Linked DNA regions of Mus musculus: region 1 is linked to region 2. A link is a contact called in public Hi-C data. All regions are on one chromosome and are shown on one strand. The core of a region is the stretch at or near the end of the contact, and the rest is flanking DNA. Distances in the headings are between cores, read along the strand shown.

What was found. A called contact is a pair of places that touch in the nucleus more often than the background predicts.
Region 1: a Hi-C map of 8-cell embryo shows a contact between it and region 2, with 2.9 times the contacts expected there. The contact joins two enhancer-like sites. A contact is called at or near these places in 1 of 39 promoter capture datasets (embryonic stem cells), 4 of 484 Hi-C or Micro-C datasets (8-cell embryo, the G1E-ER4 cell line, cerebral cortex and 1 more) and 1 of 9 other capture datasets (embryonic stem cells).

Annotation. Positions count from the first base shown.
Region 1 is chr1:52,934,144-52,940,484 of GRCm38.p6, reverse strand. The region is part of intron 1 of 1700019D03Rik (RIKEN cDNA 1700019D03 gene); the gene reads left to right. Among named protein-coding and RNA genes, the nearest start is that of 1700019D03Rik, 16 kb to the left of the region's middle. Within about 2 kb of position 2,029, at least 1 of the 459 cell types and tissues checked has an H3K27ac peak or open chromatin away from gene starts, as enhancers often do. A contact at or near this core is called in 8-cell embryo, where this site is marked.
Region 2 is chr1:52,855,252-52,860,847 of GRCm38.p6, reverse strand. Hibch (3-hydroxyisobutyryl-Coenzyme A hydrolase) reads right to left here. Exons shown (of 14, transcript NM_146108.2): 3 at 683-820. Among named protein-coding and RNA genes, the nearest start is that of Hibch, 13 kb to the right of the region's middle. Within about 2 kb of position 3,322, at least 21 of the 459 cell types and tissues checked have an H3K27ac peak or open chromatin away from gene starts, as enhancers often do. A contact at or near this core is called in 8-cell embryo, where this site is marked.

The DNA.
Region 1 (6,341 bases), core at 780-3,279, 81 kb before region 2:
ACACTGTGTTGCTTTGGCAGTTCCCAGGTGGTACAGACTCTCACCTAAGCAGACTAAATTCCTAAGTTCCTTGGAGTCCCGGGACCAAGATGGCGACCGCTGCTGCTGTGGCTTAGGCCGCCTCCCCTGCCGGGTGGGCACCTGTCCTCCGGTCCGGAAGGTGGCCGGCTGTCCCCGGCCCACACAGGGTGCTGCCTCAGCGCCTCTGTGCTTCTGCCTGTTCCAGAAGCTGTCAGGTTCTCTGGCGCACCCTCTCACCTGTTCAGACTAATTTCCTAAGTTCGGCGGGTCTCGGACCAAGATGGCGACCGCTGCTGCTGTGGCTTAGGCCGCCTCCCCAGCCGGACGGGCACCTGTCCTCTGGTCCGGACGGTGGCTGGCTGTCCCCGGCCCACAAAGGGTGCTGCCTCAGCGCCTCTGTGCTTCCGCCTGTTCCAGAAGCTGTCAGGTTCTCTGGCGCACCCTCTCACCTGTTCAGACTAATTCCCTAAGTTCGGCGGTCCCGGACCAAGATGGCGACCACTGCTGCTGTGGCTTAGGTCGCCTCCCCAGCCGGGCGGGCACCTGTCCTCTGGTCCGGAAGGTGGCCGGCTGTCCCCGGCCCACACAGGGTGCTGCCTCAGCGCCTCTGTGCTTCTGCCTGTTCCAGAAGCTGTCAGGTTCTCTGGCGCACCCTCTCACCTGTTCAGACTAATTTCCTAAGTTCGGCGGGTCCCGGACCAAGATGGCGACCGCTGCTGCTGTGGCTTAGGCCGCCTCCCCAGCCGGGTGGGCACCTGTCCTCTGGTCCGGAAGGTGGCCGGCTGTCCCCGGCCCACACAGGGTGCTGCCTCAGCGCCTCTGTGCTTCCGCCTGTTCCAGAAGCTGTCAGGTTCTCTGGCGCACCCTCTCACCTGTTCAGACTAATTTCCTAAGTTCGGCGGGTCCCGGACCAAGATGGCGACCGCTGCTGCTGTGGCTTAGGTCGCCTCCCCACATTTTTTTTTTTTTAATTGCTGAATACTATACTGTAGTTGTCCAGTGGCCATGGAGAACTGGGTATACCTGGAAGAAGAGCTGGGGATGGAATAGAATGGGTGGACAGGAGAAATAACAAGCTAAGACAAAGTTTCTCTGATCATGGCTCAATGTTTAATTTTTTAACCCTGAATTTATAGGGGGAAAACCCAAAAGCCCATCCTTTGTTCTGGCTGGATTCTGTTGCTTTGTCTCAGCTGGATTCTGTTGCAAAACTAGTTCTTTAGCAGTTCTTCAGATGGGCGGTTCCTTAGGTCTCAGGCAGGAAGATGTAAATGTAGGTAGGCTGGCTCCAGCATTGGAGACTTGTTTAGCCAACTCAAGACTGGGGGAAGGGCACAGTTCCCTTTTTTTTTATTTTTTAAACTGGACAGGAAGCACAAGATTTACTTATGCTCTGATCCTGTCTGGGAAATATGGTGGCTGGCAACTGGAGCCTGGCTTAGGTCTGAATCTATATCACTCCTTTTTACCCATCTTTAAGAACATGCACAGCTTGTTTGTGTTTATTTAAACAAACACAGCCTTTTGGCGCCAACTCTGTCCTAAGTTGATAGGAGCTCAAGAACCACAGTTGCTAGTAGTCTCTGGCTACTAGCCTTCATTAGCACACCTTCTTCCCATTCAGCCCAAAGCCCCAAAGGACATATGAATATGCATCCAATGTATTTCTTCATAGTGATGAATAACTGCCATGGTGGATAACTACATTTTTAGTTGCTTCTCTACTTGCAAAAATTGATTAAGTATAAGCCCTAAGAAATTAACACCATTCATGGTACAGGTAGAAACTGAGGACACTGAGAACAAGTCTTTACAATTTGATATGCACATTCTCTAAAAATATCAGATTATTGTCTCAAGCCATTACTATTTTGATGATGTAAAGAATTAGATTATATGGCCAATTGTTCTTGTGTAAGGCCTTCAATCTGCCTTGGGTACTGTTACGCTCTCTGGTCGAGTCAGCTGGACAAGCCGAAAGGCTTAAAAGTCACTCATGAGGCAAAAGAGTTTCAAGGAAACTCTCCTCCTGGAGTCTAGCATTCCCTACCCATACATTAATTTTCCATTCCCGCGTTAGTCTAGTGTATGGATCCACGTGCTCTCTTTGAGTATTTTCCTATTATAAGTGCTTTTTAAAATTGAATTCTGACATGGCTAAAGCCTTCCGCCAGTGTTCCAACAGTCCTAGAAATGTCCTTGAGCAAGATCATGGTCTTGGAATTCAGTAAGATTGTAAAAGCTAAGTCACTCCTTACACAGGAATTTACCATCACTAAGGAAGAAGGAAGTTTCAGACCAAAGGAGAAACCAAAATAGATGCTTAGAACTGTAGCAGAGTTACACCCATACACTCGTATTTACAATGGCCTAAGGGGAAGGTGGACTATACAAGAGACTAAAATAGAAACTATGGCAAGGGCGCGAAGCCCTTGACCCTGGCTTCTAAGATTAGTGAATCTTAGGTGGAACCCTTGTTGATCCCAGCTGTTATCAATGAATTCTATCCCAGGTGGTTCCTGTTAGACCTTTTGTGTTTGCATTCCTCTGTTTTATGTAAGATTCCGGTTACCTCAATTGTACCTTGCGAATATGTCACCCAACTTCCTTATTGTCCTCTGCATAAAAAGTCTGATGCTCGAGTTGTAAAATTACACTCAGATTCTACACGAACTCTCCTGTGTGTGTCTGTTTGTCGCTCATCCACGCTTTGCCCACCCGCGTGGAGAGACCCTGTTCCACGCAGACACAGGGACCCAGAGGGTCTGCGGCAGGGTACAAATCTGCTGTGGCATTGCCACAAGGGATCTGGTCCAGGCAGTTCAGGATGAACTCTTAAATGTCCAAAGACAGTCCTTTAAAGGAACAGTACTTTCTCTTAACTTGAGTTGTTTATGCATAAACAATTGTAAAATTTGAGAATTAGCAGTGTCTAAAAAAGGAATAATTTTAAGCAATTGTAAGCAATATATATATTGGCTATCAATATACAAATTAAAGCTTGATTTTTCAACACTTTAAAAACAGTGGTTACAGCATGTAGCTTGATTATTTGTGCTATAGTAGACGGAAACTCGTGAGAATAAACATGTGATCCAATCACATATACTTCTCTCCCATAGAAGGGCTGTTTATAAATACAGTAGATGCATTCTTTATGGGATGCATGCATAAATTTACAGGAAATACAAAAGCATACTTAGAATGTTTAGTCAGGTTCTTAAGACATTCTTTCCAAAATACTTTCATGATTCTATCCTATAATTCTTTATTCATCCCACAACAGCTTCATAATAAGATGTTAAAGCTTTATTTGGAAATGAAGAAAGAATAATCTACATTAATGCTCTTTTTTTGCCAAAGAATTGCTGTGGGCACATTGAGTAACAATAACATAAATAGCCAACAATTGATTATAGCAGCTTCTTCTACATTCTTTAAAGCTATTCATCCCTCACCAGTTAATTCACATCCCCCTTGATAACATCCAACAAATGCTGAAGTCCTCCTGTGGGGAGCTAAAGGTGAGCTCTTAGCCAATTAACATCTCCTGGAAGCTTTTGAAAACAATTTGAAGTAAGCAAATCATCTTTTCTTTCTTGAATTTTCTGTGCCATGATTTTTCTAGGATATAACTAAGGCCCCAAATATTGAAAAGGATATTGCTCTGAATCTTTTCTGGAGCAACAACTACTCCAAAAATTTTAAAGCTCATTGTATAAGAACAAATGTTTGTAGTAAGATTCCCCTTCAGAGGGATTAGCTAATAAAATATCCATATAATGAATATTATACTCTGAAGGATTCAAACTTATTGTATTGAAGCAGAAACAATCTTTTTTTTTTTAACATAATGTAAGGCTATTGGCTATTCCCAGAGGCAAAACTTTCCAATGATTATAAGCTCACTAGAAGCAAACCCTTTACAACTATCAGGATAGGCCAATACTCTATGACCAGGACATGCAGAACATATTTATACCTTTAAGACCAGTCAGAAACAAAATGAAGGGGCTATATGTTTAGACCAAACAAAATTTTTACGTTTTCTAGATATAATTTCAAGAGAAAAAGCACTTTGTCATTTGCTGAACCCAATAATCACAATTGCAGAGATTTTTCTAGGAAAAAAAACAAAAAACAAACCTATCAGCTTATTTGCCTTAGAACTTGAGGCCCTCTTTAAAAGCAGCTTTTCATCAGAGCTTCTGCCATGCTTCCTCCTGGCTAAGAGTGGAGGGCAACTTAAATCAGCCTCTGCTGTGCAGACTGAGACTGAATCAAGAGATGGAAAGCCAGCTGATAAAGTTTTAACCATTTTTTCTTTTCAACATGAAACTTACAACAACAGTCATTCAGACAATACAACAAAAACAGATACAAACTGACACATGGACAGATTGGTGTACCAAAGACAGATAATACAAAGAGGGAAGAGAACTTGATGTAAACAGAACTAAGGATGTCTCCTGTAGGGGCCAGAGAAGAAGCAGGGCATCTCCCAATTTCCTCCTGTCCCTAGGAGAGTTCTGAAATTCCTTTTCCTTCTCTCTTACATCAGCCAACCTAACCCAGGCTGGTCTTTTTTTAAATTCATTTTTATTTATTTATTTTTTTAGAATTATTTATTTCATGTATGTGGGTACACTGTTGCTGTCTCCAGACACACCAGAAGAGGGCATCAGATCCCCATTACAGATGGTTGTGAGCTACCATGTGATTGCCGGGAATTGAACTCAGGACCTTTGGAAGAGCAGTCAGTGCTCTTAATCACTGACCATTTCTCCAGCCTCTCTCTCTCTCTCTCTCTCTCTCTCTCTCTCTCTCTCTCTCTCATGTCATTTGTATATCTAGCATCTCCTTTTTTGTTGTTGTTTTTTACTTATTTTATTTTATTTTATGCCCTACTCCTCTCACCTGATGCAGTTCTTGACTGCAGACAATTGCCTGTATAGAACCCCTCATACCAATGTGCTGTCACTGCTAGCTGATATCAGTGTTGGGCCGACTCTGACTCAGACTAGCCTGTATCCTTTTTGCACCCTTGCAATAAACAGCCTTCAAAAAATTAAATTTATAGTGCTAACATTAATGCTGTATGTTGCTTACCACCGTGCGGGATACAGAACTTCTACTGTTTTCTGTGGAACTCCACTGAAGACAGCGTCCCTCAGTTGGTCTCTCTGTGTCCAACCCCATGTTGGGCACCAACTGTAGCCATCCAGTGACCATGGAGAACCAGATATACATGGAAAAAGAGCTGGGAATGGAGTAGAATGGGCGGACAAGAAAAATAACCAGCCAAAACAAAGTTTCTGATCAGGACTCAAATATTAATTTTTCAACTCTGCTTTTATATAGGCAAACCCCAAAAGCCCATCTTTATTTTGGCTGGATTCTGTTGCAAAACAGGCTCTTCAGCAGTAGCTCATCAGGTGGACAGTCCCTTAGGTCTCAGGCAGGAAGACGTAAATTTAGGGAAGCTGGCTCCAGCATTGGAGACTTGTTTAGCCAACTCAAGGCTGGGGGAAGGGCACACTACCGTGACCTAGATGGACCACAGTGTATCCATTCATCAACTGAAGGGCGTCCTAATTGTTTCTAATCAGTTATGAAAAAAACATTGGAGAATTTTATTCTCCGAAGAATTTTATGTGGACCTACAGTTTCAGCTTCTTTGGATGAATGCCAAGGAGTGAAATTATTGGGTCCTGTAGTAGGAGTGTGTTTACTATGTGAGAAAGTGCTAAACTGTCATGTAAAGTGATGACATCGTTTTATAGTTGCACCTGCACTGCACAGGATTCTGTTGCATATCTCTGCTCCCATCTGGTGCTGTTTGGACTGATCACTCTTCTACTGCATCTCAGTGCTCTTCTGACTTGCAGTTCCCTAGTGATGACATCCTTACATGTTGACCTGCCTTCTGTACGTCTTACTCTGCGTCTAACTTGGAATGGTGATATTTTGCACATTTTGATCAGACTGTTCAGTTTTTTTTTTTAAATTGAGTTTTAAAAGTTCTTTGCATATTTGGATTGCAGTTCTTAATCAAAGCCTTTACACTGTTTTCTCCAAGTCTATAGCTAGTCTTCTAATTTTATTAAAGTGTCTTTAAAGAGCAGAGCTTTTGATTCCAATGAGGTCAAAGATATTTAATGGGTCATGCCTTTCATGTTAGACCTTAGAAACCTAAAGCTATATATAGGTTTGTTTGCTTGTTTGTTTGTTTGTTTGTTTTTATGCTGTGATAGGCATGTTACGTTTTAAGTCAGCAAAAATTTTTATTTTTATTTTATTTTTTGTATGTGTATATTTGT
Region 2 (5,596 bases), core at 2,073-4,572:
ATCCAAAAGGCTGTCATGAAGAAGCAGATCAGACTCATGATGTATGAGGTCTCAAACCTAGGTATGTTAGGTCTCAAACCTAGGACAAATGGCTAACTGAGGTGCCTCTTTAAATTATGAATGAGGACATAGCTGCCAGGTTCTCCCAGCATCCTTCAGTCCTGTTACAGGGTGTGGCTGGCATACTCTGTCCTCTAACCTAAATTTCTCTAGGCTAGGTAGGCCCTGGACTGTCCTTCCTCCAGCTGACCTTTCCCATTTAATGCAGCCATTTTAGTTACCCTGCCCATTTTTGTCTCCCCTTTACTCTGTTAGTCTCCTGGATTCTCCCAAATATCCTGCCTCTGGCTCTGATAGCCCATTTATCTACAGTAAACCTTCTTGTACACCATACCTAGGGACAGTCATGTCCTTCCTTTTTCTTTCTTCTTTTCATTCAGTACACTGATCTCTAGGAACTCTGTCTAAAAGATCAGTGAGATGAAGATGTGGCAGAACACAAAGAGAAACATGTAAGAGCTAAGTGAAGGAAAAGGTGTCTCCTAAGACAGTAAGTGGAATAGATTCCACGGGAAAGCATCATTGGTGCTGATGTAGCAGGGTCCTACAGTGAAATACCAGGAATGTTCTCCTACAATGGACTTCAGAAGGCTTGACCTGATGCATTCAGACTATTGCAGACCTTTAGCTGTGGATAGATCTGCCGGATCATATTCAGACTCAGTGCGTTGAGGAACTTGGGTCTGTTGAGCGTTATGACGCCTCCACAGCCTCTCCTCTCCAGCAGCACTTCTGCAGCTTCTGTGTGCATGGACATTCTCTAAGTGAACAAGGAATAACTTCATTAAGGTTCATCATACACCCACAGCAAAACACACACCAAGTGCACATCTTTCAAGCATAACTAGAGGAGTGTCTACCTAGAGATGCCCAACAAAGGCTTCTCAGATTAAACACATGGAGGAGTCTCCAAGCAAACCATGCACACCTCCAAAATTTTTAATATCTTTTTTTTTCATTTTTTATTAGATATTTTCTTCATTTACATTTCAAATGCTATCCCAAAAGTCCCTTATACCCTCCCCCCACCGTGCTCTCCAACCCACCCACTCCCACTTCCTGGCCCTGGTATTCCCCTGTATTGAGGCATATGATCTTCGCAAGACCAAGGGCCTCTCCTACCAATGATGGCCGACTAGGCCATCTTCTGCTACATATGAAACTAGAGACACAAGCTCTGGTGGTACTGGTTAGTTCATATTGCTGTTCCTCCTATAGGGTTGCAGACACCTTCAGCTCCTTGGGTACTTTCTCTAGCTCCTCCATTGGGAGCCATGTGTTCCATCCAAATAGATGACTCTAAGCATCCACTTCTGTATTTGCCAGGCATTGGCATGGCCTCACAAGAGTCAGCTATATCAGGGTCCTGTGGGCAAAATCTTGCTGGCATATGCAATTGTGTCTGCGTTTGGTGGTTGTTTATGGTATGGATCCCCGGATGGGGCAGTCTAGGGACACTCCTCCATTGTTGGTGGGATTACAAGCTGGTACAACCACTCTGGAAATCAGTCTGGTGGTTCCTCACAAAATTGGACATAGTACTACCAGAAGATCCAGCAATTCCTCTCCTGGGCATATACCCAGAAGATGTTCCAATTTGTAATAAGGACACATGCTCCACTATGTTCACAGCAGCCTTATTTATAATAGCCAGAAGCTGGAAAGAACCCAGATGTCCCTCAACAGAGGAACGTATACAGAAAATGTGGTACATTTACACAATAGAGTACTACTTAGCTATTAAAAACAATGAATTTATGAAATTCTTAGGCAAATGGATGCATCTGGAGAATATCATCCTTAGTGAGGTAACCCAATCACAAAAGAACTCACATGATATGCACTCACTGATAAGTGGATATTAGCCCAGAAACTTAGAATACCCAAGATACATTTGCAAAACACATGAAACTCAAGAAGAAGGAATACCAAAGGGTGAATACTTCGTCCCTCCTTAGAATGGGGAACAAAATACCCATGTAAGTGCCACAGACTATCCCCTTTTTGGGTCTCTTATCTGCGTGGAATGGGTCTCTGGTTGCAGGTGGTCAAGGAGTGACAAACAGAAGCGACACACAAGATTGTGTAGAATCTGAATGTAATTTGTCAAATCGAGCATCAAACTTTTTATATAGAAGAAAATAGGGAAGTTGGGTGACACACCAGCAAGGTACAAAGAGGTTACTGGATTCTTACACAAAACAGAGGAATGCAAACACGGAAGCACTAGCAGGAACCAACTGGGATAAAATTCAATGTTAACAACTGGAATCAAAAACAGCTCCACCTAAGGTCCACTTAATGTTAGAAGCCAGGGGCAAGGGCTTCATGCCTAGTTCCTATTCTAGTCTATTGTAAAGTCCACCTTCCCCTTAGGCCATTGTAAATACTTGTGTATGGGTGTAGCGCAACTATCTACGGTTCTAAGTATCTACTCTGGTTCCTCTTTAGGTCACAAACTTCCTTCTTCCTAGATAATGGTAAATTTCTGTGTAGGGCAGTGACTTAGCTATCCATGCCCAAGGTCTGATCAAGGACTGCCTAGAATCTAACTTAGCTATAAGTCAAAATATCAATCCTTAGGAGCACTTGTAATAAAGCAATATTAAGGGAAAGCACACAGATCTGTTTACCAACTAAAGCAAGGACATTGGAGCATTCTTTATACAGGATGCTAGGAGACTAAGTTTCTGTGAACTTTTCGCCTCAGGACAGCACCCAGGTTTTAGGGCCTGTCGCACTTGTCACTACTGGAGTGGATATAGCATGCAAGGAGTTAATATCTTATTTCTAAGTGGATTGAATCAACTAATCTACAACATAGCCTTTCCTAGAGCTCCTTGGACTATGAAATACTCTTAAATCTTGTAGTTTGTTACAAATTTCAAATTCTACATTAAGTGCTTAGAAAATGGAGAGAGCAAATAATCTTACTATATAGTAGCTATTGATATCTTGACTAAAATAGCATCTGGCCTGAGCTTTGACCGAAATGAGGGAGGTGAGAATTCTGGGTAGGACAATGTTAAGTACTAACCATAAACATAAGTATCTGGAAATACTAAGATGGTAAACATGAGTGAAACAAAGGCTGGACAAGAAAATGTACAATAGGAGTACAGACAGACAAGCAGCAAGGCCAGGTCACAAAGCTTCAGGTTTGCACGTTCTTTTTTTTTTTTTTCCTATTAAAGGTGTATTGATTTTATTACTATTGGTGCACTGTCACTGTGTTCAGACAGCCACAATAGAGCAGCGAAAACCACCTCAGAGCATTGAGAGCCACCATGCAGTTGCTGGGATTTAAACCCGGGACCTTTAGAACTGCAGTCAGGGATGTTAACTGCTGAGCCATCACTCCAGCACAGGTTTGCATGTTCTGAATTGGAAAGATGCTGTCTACACACTGGCTTAGGGTCTCACACAGGACTACTTCATCAGCATTCCCGTAACTACAGAACTGACAGCTGTCTTCAATGTATAGACTGTCATTTAGAAGCAGATTAGATACACTGATATATATCTGTATGAATGGTACCCTAATGCTCTAAGAGCTTCAGCATCACTGTTTAAAAAGGTCACTGAGGGGCTGGAGAGTTGGCTCAGTGGTTAAGAGCATGGACTACTCTTCCAGAGGTCCTGAGTTCAATTCCCAGCAACCACATGGTGGCTCACAACCATCTGTAATGAGATCTGATGCCCTCTTCTGGTGTGTCTGAAGACAGCAACAGTGTACTCATATGCATAAAATAAATAAATCTAAAGATGTGTGCCACTACCCCTGGCCATGTCAAATATTTTAAAAACAAAAAAGTGAAATAAAAAGGTCATTGAAACTAAAACTGGGAGGCTACAAAAGAGCTATGCTATGTGAAGTAAGCACTGTGCCTGTAAGGACATGACTCTTAACTACCCAGCAGCTTTGTATGATTCAGACACACATACACAACTGCCAGCGCTCATAACACCACCATCTTAGCACCTTCCTTTATCTACAGACAATATTTTAAACCTCACACAGTCCAAGAGTTGTAATCTCCGTTCCTCCATGACTTGAATTGTTCTTAGGATGTGCTTCCGTGCCTATTTCATATAATAACAGAAATGGGTTTTACTGGGTGTCGTGCCAGAGGAGCAGCAAAACAGCTTTAGAACTCACGGAATGCTGCCCACTGGCTAGCACAGTCATGATGTGTGCGCCTTGGAGAGGCAGAGCCCTGAGGACTATGTGCCCTGAGGAGGACTTCCTGCTCTTGTGGAGTTTTTCTCTCCTTGTTGCCTTCCTGGTCATCAGAATCTTTATCATCTATGAGCTGTATGAAGACTATAAGGGGTTTCCATCTCCTCACTGGGTAGTGTTATTGGCACTTACAATAATAGTGATTGCTATTTTCCGAGTATTGCTAGTGGAGCCGATTAGTCATTCAACCACCACCCTTAGAAAAAAATGCAGAGATGTAGATTGCTAGTAAAGGTAGGTTAATAGGCTCCTTTAATGGTTTTGATATAGAAAACTTGGGGAACAATTTAAAAATTCAGAAAAGCACACTTTTGATAATCGAGCAAGGGATTTTTTTTTTTTTTTTTTTTTTTTTTTTTTTTTGAGGACAGGGAATAAGGACAATGGCAGCCCGGCCAGTACTAGCAGACGGGCTGATGATGAAGGTGATGATTCATTTCTTGAACCCATTTTTGCCCTTGGCTTCCTGATTTTTTTTTTTATGTTGAATGTGCACACTCTGGGGATTTAAAGTAGAAATGACTGTTTTTTCATATAAAAGTTTAGATTTATGATCTTTGAAGAATTTTTTTATAAGATTACTTTTTAAGATAAATACTAAGATGAATTACCCTTTCTTTATAACCTCGAATTGCTGCCTGCCAGTAAAAGAAACTGGCTGAGAAAAATAATGTTGCTTGCTTACACTTTGTGAATCTGTAACAAGTTGCTTAGACATGAATGGATGTGGGTTTTTTGAAATATTAGTTTTTCACTTGTAATATGGAAAATGTTTAATCATGTAAGGGCATTGAGGAATGTGATATGTGTGTGTTTATATACATACATATATATTCATTATACTCATTCACTTAAAAGAAAAATAGAAGGTAACCACATTGTATATTTTATATTGCTTGAAAGATTTTGCTAGTATATATAAGTTGTGGGAGAAAAAATAAAGTTGTTGGAGCTTGTTGAAACCTTGCTTCATCCACTGTGTGCGTGTGTGTGTGTGTGTGTGTGTGTGTGTGTGTGTGTGTGTGTGTTTGCCTCCCTTTTCATCAGCCCCAGAGAATTAAATTTTGCTCCCTTGCTCTGCACTGGCCCCAGAGAGTTTGTCACCAGTCCCAGAGAATTAAGTTTTACTCCCTTAGAGAAAAATTTGCTAAATGGTTGACCTCTGACTCCAAACCCCTCCTCAATAAACCTGACCAATCAAAGCTTCAGCCGGTTATTAATTTAGACATCCATCATCTCACCCTTTATTATTCAGAATGATGTCTCCAACCATGAGTTGTCTTCTTGTCTACAACT